Linked DNA regions of Zea mays: regions 1 and 2 are each linked to region 3. Evidence: chromatin contacts called from public Hi-C data. All regions are on one chromosome and are shown on one strand. The core of a region is the stretch at or near the end of the contact, and the rest is flanking DNA. Distances in the headings are between cores, read along the strand shown.

What was found. A called contact is a pair of places that touch in the nucleus more often than the background predicts.
Region 1: a Hi-C map of ear shows a contact between it and region 3, with 2.8 times the contacts expected there. The contact joins the promoter of LOC100192064 here to the promoter of LOC100282725 in region 3. A contact is called at or near these places in 3 of 25 Hi-C or Micro-C datasets (bundle sheath, ear and tassel).
Region 2: a Hi-C map of endosperm shows a contact between it and region 3, with 2.1 times the contacts expected there. The contact joins the promoter of LOC100280404 here to the promoter of LOC100282725 in region 3. A contact is called at or near these places in 2 of 25 Hi-C or Micro-C datasets (ear and endosperm).

Annotation. Positions count from the first base shown.
Region 1 is chr1:275,075,393-275,078,467 of Zm-B73-REFERENCE-NAM-5.0, reverse strand. LOC100192064 (putative phosphoribosylformylglycinamidine synthase chloroplastic/mitochondrial) reads left to right here and starts at 1,550. Exons shown (of 4, transcript XM_008677736.3): 1 at 1,550-1,892; 2 at 2,688-2,807; 3 at 2,883-3,075. The coding sequence starts at 2,742.
Region 2 is chr1:274,695,685-274,698,803 of Zm-B73-REFERENCE-NAM-5.0, reverse strand. It overlaps LOC100280404 (NADH dehydrogenase [ubiquinone] iron-sulfur protein 1 mitochondrial), which reads left to right and starts at 1,320. Exons shown (of 5, transcript NM_001361068.1): 1 at 1,320-1,799; 2 at 2,104-2,350; 3 at 2,593-2,887; 4 at 3,083-3,119. The coding sequence starts at 1,382.
Region 3 is chr1:274,859,283-274,862,238 of Zm-B73-REFERENCE-NAM-5.0, reverse strand. LOC100282725 (RNA recognition motif containing protein) reads left to right here and starts at 1,694. Exons shown (of 5, transcript NM_001155632.2): 1 at 1,694-1,873. The coding sequence starts at 1,868.

The DNA.
Region 1 (3,075 bases), core at 301-2,800, 220 kb before region 3:
TGCGCTCGCTTCTTTGTTTGTGTGTGTGTTGTTGTTGCGATTGTGGTCTTGTGTGCGTATTCTTACTCCCCCCTTACTCTAGTTTTTTATTGTGATTATTTGTGTAAGGCATGAGAGACTCCAACTTGTGGAGATTCCTCATAACCGGGATCAAGATATAAGGAAGACATATGTGTCACTCAAGTTTGATCTTCAGATCACTTGAGAGAGGTTGAGTGCAACCCTTGACCAAAGGAGGTCTCTATGGATCCCCTCTAATTCCCTTGTCACAAAATTAGCCCTAGATGTTTATGGTTGAGCTTGCGCTCCTTTGAATTTCTTGGCCTGTTCAGTTGTTCATAACGAACTAAGCGAGAGGATGCATGTGTATATAAGCGCGCCCGTCCGACCGATGAGGGCCTCCACTCCGGTTCGAAACAACAAGTGAACAAGTCCACAACATTACAAAAGTAACAAGTAGCAACAGAAGAAGTGCAAACCCTCCACTCCTCTGGTTCGAAACAGAAAGCCTGAAAAGTGTTATGAGCAATATAATAATAATATGCTAAATGTACAACTAAGTGACTCAAATAATCATGTAGGTTATGATTTGTAGGGTTACTAATCACAAGAACACCACAACTTAATGATAAGTTGATAACGATAAGTACTTCAAACAAACCACACAATAGTCTATGGTGGCTTAAAGTTGAACATGTCAAGTTCAAATTGCAAGATCCTCCTCCAAGTCAATGTTATTCATAACTTGACAGGAACAGTGACGTGTATACTTAGTACTCCCTCCATTCATAAATATAAGATATTGTTGATTTTTTTAAAAAAACTTTGACCACTTGTCTTATTCAAAAAATAATGAGTTATCATTTATTTTGTTGTGATTTATGTTATCACTTAAGGTAATTTATGCTTGATTTAAATTTTACATTTTTGAATAAATATTCTGTATAAAACGAACAGTCAAAGTTTTCGAAAAAGTCAATAGTATCATATATTTGTGAACGGAGGCAGTACATAACAACAAGGATCTGGAAACAGGAGGTGTGAGGCGGCAAGCAGGGTGCCATTTTTCGGGGATTTGTGGTGATGTACGCGTGAAGCTATCTCGGCGGGTTTATAGCTAGTACGGTCCAGAGCAATGTTCGAATGTCTCCTCGCCTGCACCTGTACCTCAGAAAAGACGCAACGTATGCGTCGCGAGAATTTTTATGGAACCAACACCATGAAAAACACCACGAGAGTTTTTATGGAACCAACACCTACCTCAGAAAAGACGCAACATACGCGTTGTACAGTACCTCCGAATGTCTCCTCGCCCGCAGCTATGTTGTCTCGGCGCTATGGCGTCGAGCAAAGGGTCCAAAATATGAAATAAATCGTTCTGAAGTCTAAACGTGATTTTTTTTGAAAAGAACTAAAAAAATCGGACTGCAAGTCTGCAACCGTAGCCCAGGTCAAAGCAGTGAATGCGGGCTGCGGCAATGACCGGGCCCGCTCTCCCCACGCTTCAGCTAATTAGCCTAACAATATTGCGCTGGGCCGCCCGACAGGCGGTGGCCACGCTGGTTAGGACCGGCCCAATAATCTCAATAACATTGCGTTGTGGTGCGCGAGTGCGGCAGGCATCTTGCCTTCCCTTTTTCTCATTCCCTTTTCTCTCGCGCTCGCAACGGCGGCGGGCGGCGGCTGCTTCTCCGTCTCCTACTTCCCCGCAAACTTGTCTCGTATTCCTAGCGCAGCCGGGGAACACTCCCGGCCTCCGCCCGAGCGGAGCGGAGCGTTTCGTCCGCGCCGCTGACTCCGAGGAGTTCGTTTCGCCGCGCTGTCTCCCTGAATCCTAATCGTCCTTTTCGCGTTTGGCTCGACTGACGCGTTGATTCCTGCTTCTTTCGTTGGTAAGGAACCCTATCTCCATATATTTTGTGGGTCGACTATTTGTGAGGGTATATTTTCTGTCTATAGCAGTCGAATCTAAATCCCATACGTCCTTCTCCGATCCTTCCAGTTCGTTTCATTGTTTCTGAATTTTTGGTGCAACTTGGTGAATACTGAATATCTACTAGCTTACTAGTACTATCTTCTTTGAGGTTCGGATACTGATCAAAGCAAAGCAGATTAGAGTAATAATAGTATCGAGGACAGGTCAGTGTTCACTGGTTCCGAGTTCTGACGGCCTGACAGTTGACGCCGAGATATTTTGAACCATGTGTCGCTGTCGTGACTCGTGAGACAACACTAGGTCACTACTGTATGCTATGCTACTAATAATATAGGATACCAATAATATATGCAGTATATCTGGGAACAAATATGTTTGACAGCCTGCATGTGTATAGGGTGTACGTGCTTTGATGTTAATACCTTCAGGTTAAGAGTGTCCTAGTCTTTGAAGTTTGAACTTCGAGCATGCAGAATTTTTTTTTTATCATGTCTCTACATTTTTCACTTGAGGAACCGTTTTACATTAGTTTATTAGTAGCACTACCTTCTTGACATTTGAAGTAATGGCACCGTAATCTTTGGGGTCACAAATAGGCTGAGGAACTTGTTTGAAAGAAATGATCTCCTTTCGTGATTGTTTATCTTCTTTGCTTTGGCATGCTCAATTTATCTGTACACTTATATCTTTGCATCACTTCTATAATTTCATGCTTGATTCAAAATAACCCTGATTTCCAATTGATGTGCAGGTCTCCCATTCTTTTTTTACAAGAACTAAAAAAATAAAAATTCTTTGGGTTGGGATGGCATCACCTGGCCAAATGACAGCAAGCAATCTGTTACGGACTGAAGGCTTTCCTGGAAATATGGTATACAATCTATGAAGTAACATAATTTATTTTTGGTTGGCACTAGCTTGTTCTTATGTTTGTTCTCTACAACAGGTAAAAATATGTGGTTTAAATCCTGCGAGAAGTCTTGGATCAAGAAGATTGCGGATGACTCAACACTCCTTCCATCAACAGCATCTTTGTTGCCCACGTCTGCAAAGAGTAATGACTCATAATATCCGATTGTTGTCATCTCCTGGGGCCGTGGCATCCAAGGGGTTTGACAGCCCATTAGTTGAGAAACCTG
Region 2 (3,119 bases), core at 71-2,570, 160 kb after region 3:
TCCCTTCCACTGTCGTCATGGGATCATGCAACAAGATTGAACTTGATTGTTAAAGCTTACAATACTTTTTAAGCCGAGGAATGCTACAAACTATAAAGCTATGGTGCCAAACAATCTGCATCGTTCACTCTCCTCCATTGTTATGTTACAAAAAGAAATGTGTAGAAGGCTAAAACCTTCATGGCTCGGTTGTAGAGCCATGGGTTGCCATTGATCCTCACACTTTCAATGAAATCATGAAACTCTATGTTGCGACCTGTTAGTTTGAAGAGCTACTTAGTGTGATTGGTCTCATGAAGCGGAATAGCACTATGAGAAATGTTCTCTCCCACAACCTTTTGATGGATGCTTTCAGGAAGAATGGACTGAACAATAAAACACAAACTTGCTTTATGAAAGATAAAACAAAAATGTCATCAACATAGCGCTTAGGATACTCTTTGTAACGACATGTATAGGATAGGTCCAACGCTAGACATTACAAACCGTTGCAGACCGGTCAGTACTGATTGGTCCGACTCGAACGTGCGGTCAACCATAGTAGGTCCATGGACCTATCGGTACCAGCCATGTTAGAGCTAAACAAGGTGGTATCAATTGACACGCTAGATAGTCTACTTGGCATTGATTCGACCCAATCGCTACAGACCATCTTTAGCGATGTGGCGCATTCTATTTGGTTCACACGCTCGCCACATTCACTACATGTTTTCAACCAATTAAAGTATAAAATTTCAAAAAATATTTATGAATTATGTATTTTTACTTCACGATGTGTGTGTATATATATTATTATGAATTGTATAATTTTTATTTGGCAATAATTCTCTGCATGTTATTATAACTTTGTTTGTCACTTATTTGCTATCATAAATATTTTAATCTTTTATATGTTCTTGCTCTTTCCATGCTATCATTGTTAGTCTTTAACCCTAATGAATTAGGTAAAATAATAAAATTATAAATATCTTAATCTCTTCTATATCATTTGAATGCAAATTTTTAATATTTTTATTACATGGCTATTTAGTCTACAGTTAGCGCGGTGATCTTGCAGTGTCGACAGCCTAAACTATGCTCTTCTTCCGACCAAAGCCATTCCGTGTCCACCGACCATGCACCGTGTCCATCCAAGGTCAAGATTCAACACCGAAGCGAAATACAGCGCGCACGAGCCCCTACATCTACCACAAACTAACTTTCCACTGCTATTGGGCCCTCATACCGGGCCCCGGTGCCATTCTCACCGTTCTCGAAACCCCGTGTACACGTAGCAGGGCCACGGGCCACCTCCCTACGGAGGAGACGACCCCCCATCCCAGAGGTCGAGGGCTCCTCTCTCTCTACCATCTCCGTTCGATCCCATCGCCCCGCCGCCGCCATGGCGTTTCTCGCGCGGGCGCTGCGGCAGTCCAACTGGCGCCTGTCGTCGCGCTGCCCCGCCGTGGCTGCCTCCTGCCGTTGGATCTCCCCGACCGCCGCCGCGGGTTCGCCGGAGGCCGGCGCAGCGGTGGCGCCTGCCGACCTGGAGCTGCCTCCGCCGCGGGAGCCCGTTGGAGGCGCCCGCGTGGAGCTTCCTCCCAACCCGGAGGACGCGCTCGAGGTATTCGTGGATGGCCATGCGGTGCGGATCCCCAAGGGGTTCACCGTGCTCCAGGCCTGCGAGGTCGCCGGCGTCGACATCCCGCGCTTCTGCTACCATAGCCGACTCTCCATCGCTGGAAACTGCCGCATGTGTCTCGTCGAGGTCGAGAAGTCGCCCAAGCCCGTCGCTTCCTGTGCCATGCCCGCGCTCCCAGGTCAGCTGGCTCCTCTGCATTCCGTCGGCGGCGGTTTTCATGTTCTTGCGCGCTGTTCTGATATTGAAATGTGGTTAATGTTGGTCTGCTGCGCTTCTTTATTAGCTAGTGTTGTGTGCCTCAAATGCTCAGACTCATCATTTTCCTTTGCGCCTAACTGCCTCAGCAACTTAGGGTTCTGCGTAGATGTCTTTGTTTGATTTCCATACCATCAGAAATGTTTGGAGAAACTAGATACCTCAAATTGATGTACCTTAGGTCTGTGGATTTTTGGAGCACTGAGTTATCACTGTTGCTGGATTAGGGATGAAGATTAAGACAAACACCCCAGTGGCAAAGAAGGCAAGGGAGGGTGTCATGGAGTTCTTGCTGATGAACCATCCACTCGACTGCCCAATCTGTGATCAGGGCGGCGAGTGCGACCTCCAGGATCAGTCTATGGCATTTGGTGCTGACCGCGGTCGGTTCACTGAGATGAAGCGTTCAGTTGTGGACAAGAATTTGGGTCCCTTGGTTAAGACAGTGATGACTCGTTGCATCCAATGTACAAGGTAATGCCTTTTTGCTTCTTGATAAATATTAATTGTTATCGTTTCAGGTATTTTTTCAGGCATATCCTGTTTGTGTGTATCCTGCAAGGGCTTCATTCTTCAAGCATTCTATCTTATCTATTCATGCCTCATTCTATTGGTTTCTTACATTGCATTGACATCATGTGCTAAATGGTTCTCTCTACTTGTGCAAGCTCTGTATCCTGGCTGATATGTGATGCTATTTTATTTTCAAATTGCAGGTGTGTAAGGTTTGCTACTGAGGTTGCTGGAGTTCAAGACCTTGGTATGTTAGGTCGTGGCAGTGGTGAAGAAATTGGAACATATGTTGAGAAACTTATGACAAGTGAGCTATCTGGAAATGTCATTGATATCTGCCCTGTTGGTGCTCTTACATCCAAGCCATTTGCATTTAAAGCTCGGAACTGGGAACTTAAGGGCACAGAGACTATTGATGTTACTGATGCAGTGGGATCCAACATAAGAATTGACAGCAGAGGACCTGAAGTTATGCGCGTTGTTCCACGTCTCAATGAGGTTGGTTTATTCTCCATTTCTGTTACAATTTTGACTTTTGTGTTTGTTTTGTTGGTGGGGTATTCATGTGTCCTAATGCTTCGTGGTGTATCATTGACTTCATTTAGTCCGCTTCTATATCTTTGATAAAAAGGTTATTATCATATAAATTATGTCAATATGTTTAGTTAACACCACTTTCCCTGTTCATTGCAGGACATTAATGAGGAATGGATATCGGATAAGACACGAT
Region 3 (2,956 bases), core at 445-2,944:
GGCTCACCGGACAATCTGGTGCACCACCGGACAGTCCGGTGCATTATAGCCACGTCGCCTTTTTCATTTCCCGAGAGCGACGAGTTCGTCGCGATGACTCACCGGACAGTCCAGTGAATTATAGCCGTACGACTCCGTCGTTTCCTGAGAGTAGTCGGTTCACCGTCGACTCGCCTGGGGCACCGGACAGTCCGGTGCGCCAGGCCCAAGCTGCTATTGGTTGTACACAGCCAACCTTTTTCAATTCGAATCTTCTTGACTTGGCACTGTTTTTATCACTTAGATAAATATGTTAGTACTAAAAAACAATTCACTAAGTCTAGAAACATACCTTGTCTTTGATTTACACTTCTTGCTCGTTTAGTACATAAGAGTTTAACACATTTATGTTGGACATTTAATCAACAAAACAATTATAGAAATGACCAAAGTGCACATTTCCCTTTCACTTTTTAAAGAGTATTTCTTAAAGAAAAGGCCAGACATAGTACCGGATGCTCCACATAAACTGCCTTAGTCTTCTTTAAATTTATTTAAGAGACGGCTTCAAATTCATGATCTATTGACTCAGTATAACTGACTTAGTCTTCTATAAATTTATTTAAAAATATACTATTATTTTCGTAATAAATTTATTTAAAACGTAAACATTATTCTTGTACTCTTTGTCAGACTTAAAAAGCTTGGAGTTTTAGGAACGAGACGTGCAATTATTTTGTTAGGGGGAGTAGGCATCAAGGTAGAGTTTGGCCGGATGTCAAATCCGCCGCCACAAATAGGTAGGGCACAGCAGAAGTGAAAAAACCAAAGAGAAAGCAGGAAAACTGAGGTTGTCCGCAGCCGCCTCCGCCAGACAGCCTCCTCCCCTTGATCTGGTAGCTACAGAAGCCCCCAAGGCTGCAACGGTATCCCTTAAAAGCCCCCCCTTGGTAGCAGATATGAACAGTGAACCGCCACAGTTAGCGTGAAGCTGTGGCCCCTCTACTCAATGTTCATGTGTACTATGTTTTTTTAATAGGTGAAGAAAAATGGTAATAGATGATGAATAGGGTTGGATAATAATATTTTAGGGTTATAGTGGGGTATAGGGGGAGAATATAGGGGGAACCGCTGCAGGAGATGAAAAAATAAGGGATGAAATGTTGATTATGTGACGCAAAAAATGATATAGGAAGAAAAAATTAGGGGTAACCGCTACAGACAGTCTGAAGCGACTGACATTTGAACTCCCGCCTCCGTCCCCTGTCCGGCGCAGCGCAAGCCACAGCCATCGTCGGAAAAAAATTTGGTACAGGCCAACTGCAAATTAGAATGTTTGTAATCTCTCACAAAAATAAAGATATGTTCCATTTAAAATACACTAGATAACATTTTAGTTATTATTATTCTTTTTTGAGGACTGCAAACATTCGACCTGCACTAATTTTTTTCCCCATCGAATGGCATCGGCCCCAGCCCCCCACTGCTGACGACCACCGCTCCGTGCAGCCGGACCAGATCCACTGATCCAGTATTGCCCCGCAGGCCGCAGGCGAGGCTGCACAGCTACCCGTCTACAACCACCGCTGGCCTGTAGTGCCGTCCGTGCCTGTTGCCTGCCAACGCGCGTCGCGGCCGGAATCATCGCCAACCTGCCGGTCGGTACGTTACAATTACTTACGTACTGTACCCTACTACTACACGCGCCTCGCAAAAAGTCGCCCTCTTCCTCCACTCGCCGACACACACGGCGCAAATCCCCACAACCCCAAGCGGGCGGGCGGACTTCCACCCACCTTCTCGCGCGGCGACGTGCTCGGCTCGCTTCCAGCCACCTCGCTCGCCGCCCGCCTCGGAATCCCCGCCGCGAGATCTTGTTCCCCGGAGGATGGAGGTGAGTAGTGCCGCTTCCTGCAACCCTCTCTGGCTTTTCCTGCTCCGTGGCGGCGGCTGTACTCGGCATGGTCGGCTGCGGCCTCAGGCTTAGCCGTGGGAGGCAATTTCGCGGTGGTTCTGCTTGGCCGCTAGGGGGGGATATCCATTGTGCCGCGACCGCATTGCTCCCGTTTGGACGGTGGCTGCAGGTTTTCTGGTGGATTTGGTGCCTGCGCGCCGTTCCTCCGGAATCCTGCCGCCGCCGCTAAGGAACTCTGGGTGCAAACTGAGGCCACACGCTGCACCCGCGGTTTCGTCTGTTTGTTGCTGGATTCTAGTAGTTTGGTGTGCTTGGTTGATGACATGTCGATTGGATATTTCTGTTTGGCTGCACCTTTTCCATTTTCCTTTCAGGTCCAGCTTCCCCCAGATAAGAGACTAGAAATGCCTGCTGTTCTCTACTGCCAGTACAAATTACTCTGCTTGTCATCAACTCGAATTTTGACAGCCCCGTGTTGATAAAAGGCGATTAGATCACTAGATCCCATCTTCAAGTTCGTTGGGCATGCTTCCTTTCAGATTTCGTGCCAGGATTAGCAATTGGTGATTTCTCTAATGGATGAGAATACTAAGGCCCTCCTAGATTATATAAGTTGGGTTATGATAGAAGGTTAGGAGAGTAAAATATCATTTTGGAACCACAAATAAGCTAAAATAAGCTACCCAATGTTAACTTATTTCAGTTTATTTGTGGTCTCAAAGTGATATTTTACCCTCATACACTTTCACTATAATCCAGCTTATATAATCTAAGAGGGAAGTAAACAGACCCTAAAGTGCAGGTTTCTGCATTTCCACACACTCCATTGAAATGCATTTGTACAGTCCTTTTGGTCCTTTCTTGGGGGGTTTCAGGTTACTGAATATTGCTGTTAATTCCTCTCGTACCTGTAATGTGGCGACGGGCTTACAGCTGGTAGCCTGGCACAAATTACCTGGATATCCAGCATAATAAGACTGGACCCATATCTGCAAATAAATTTGCGGACCTTGACAGTGTAAATGAAAAAAATGACTTATTTTTTATTTATATGTCCCTGTG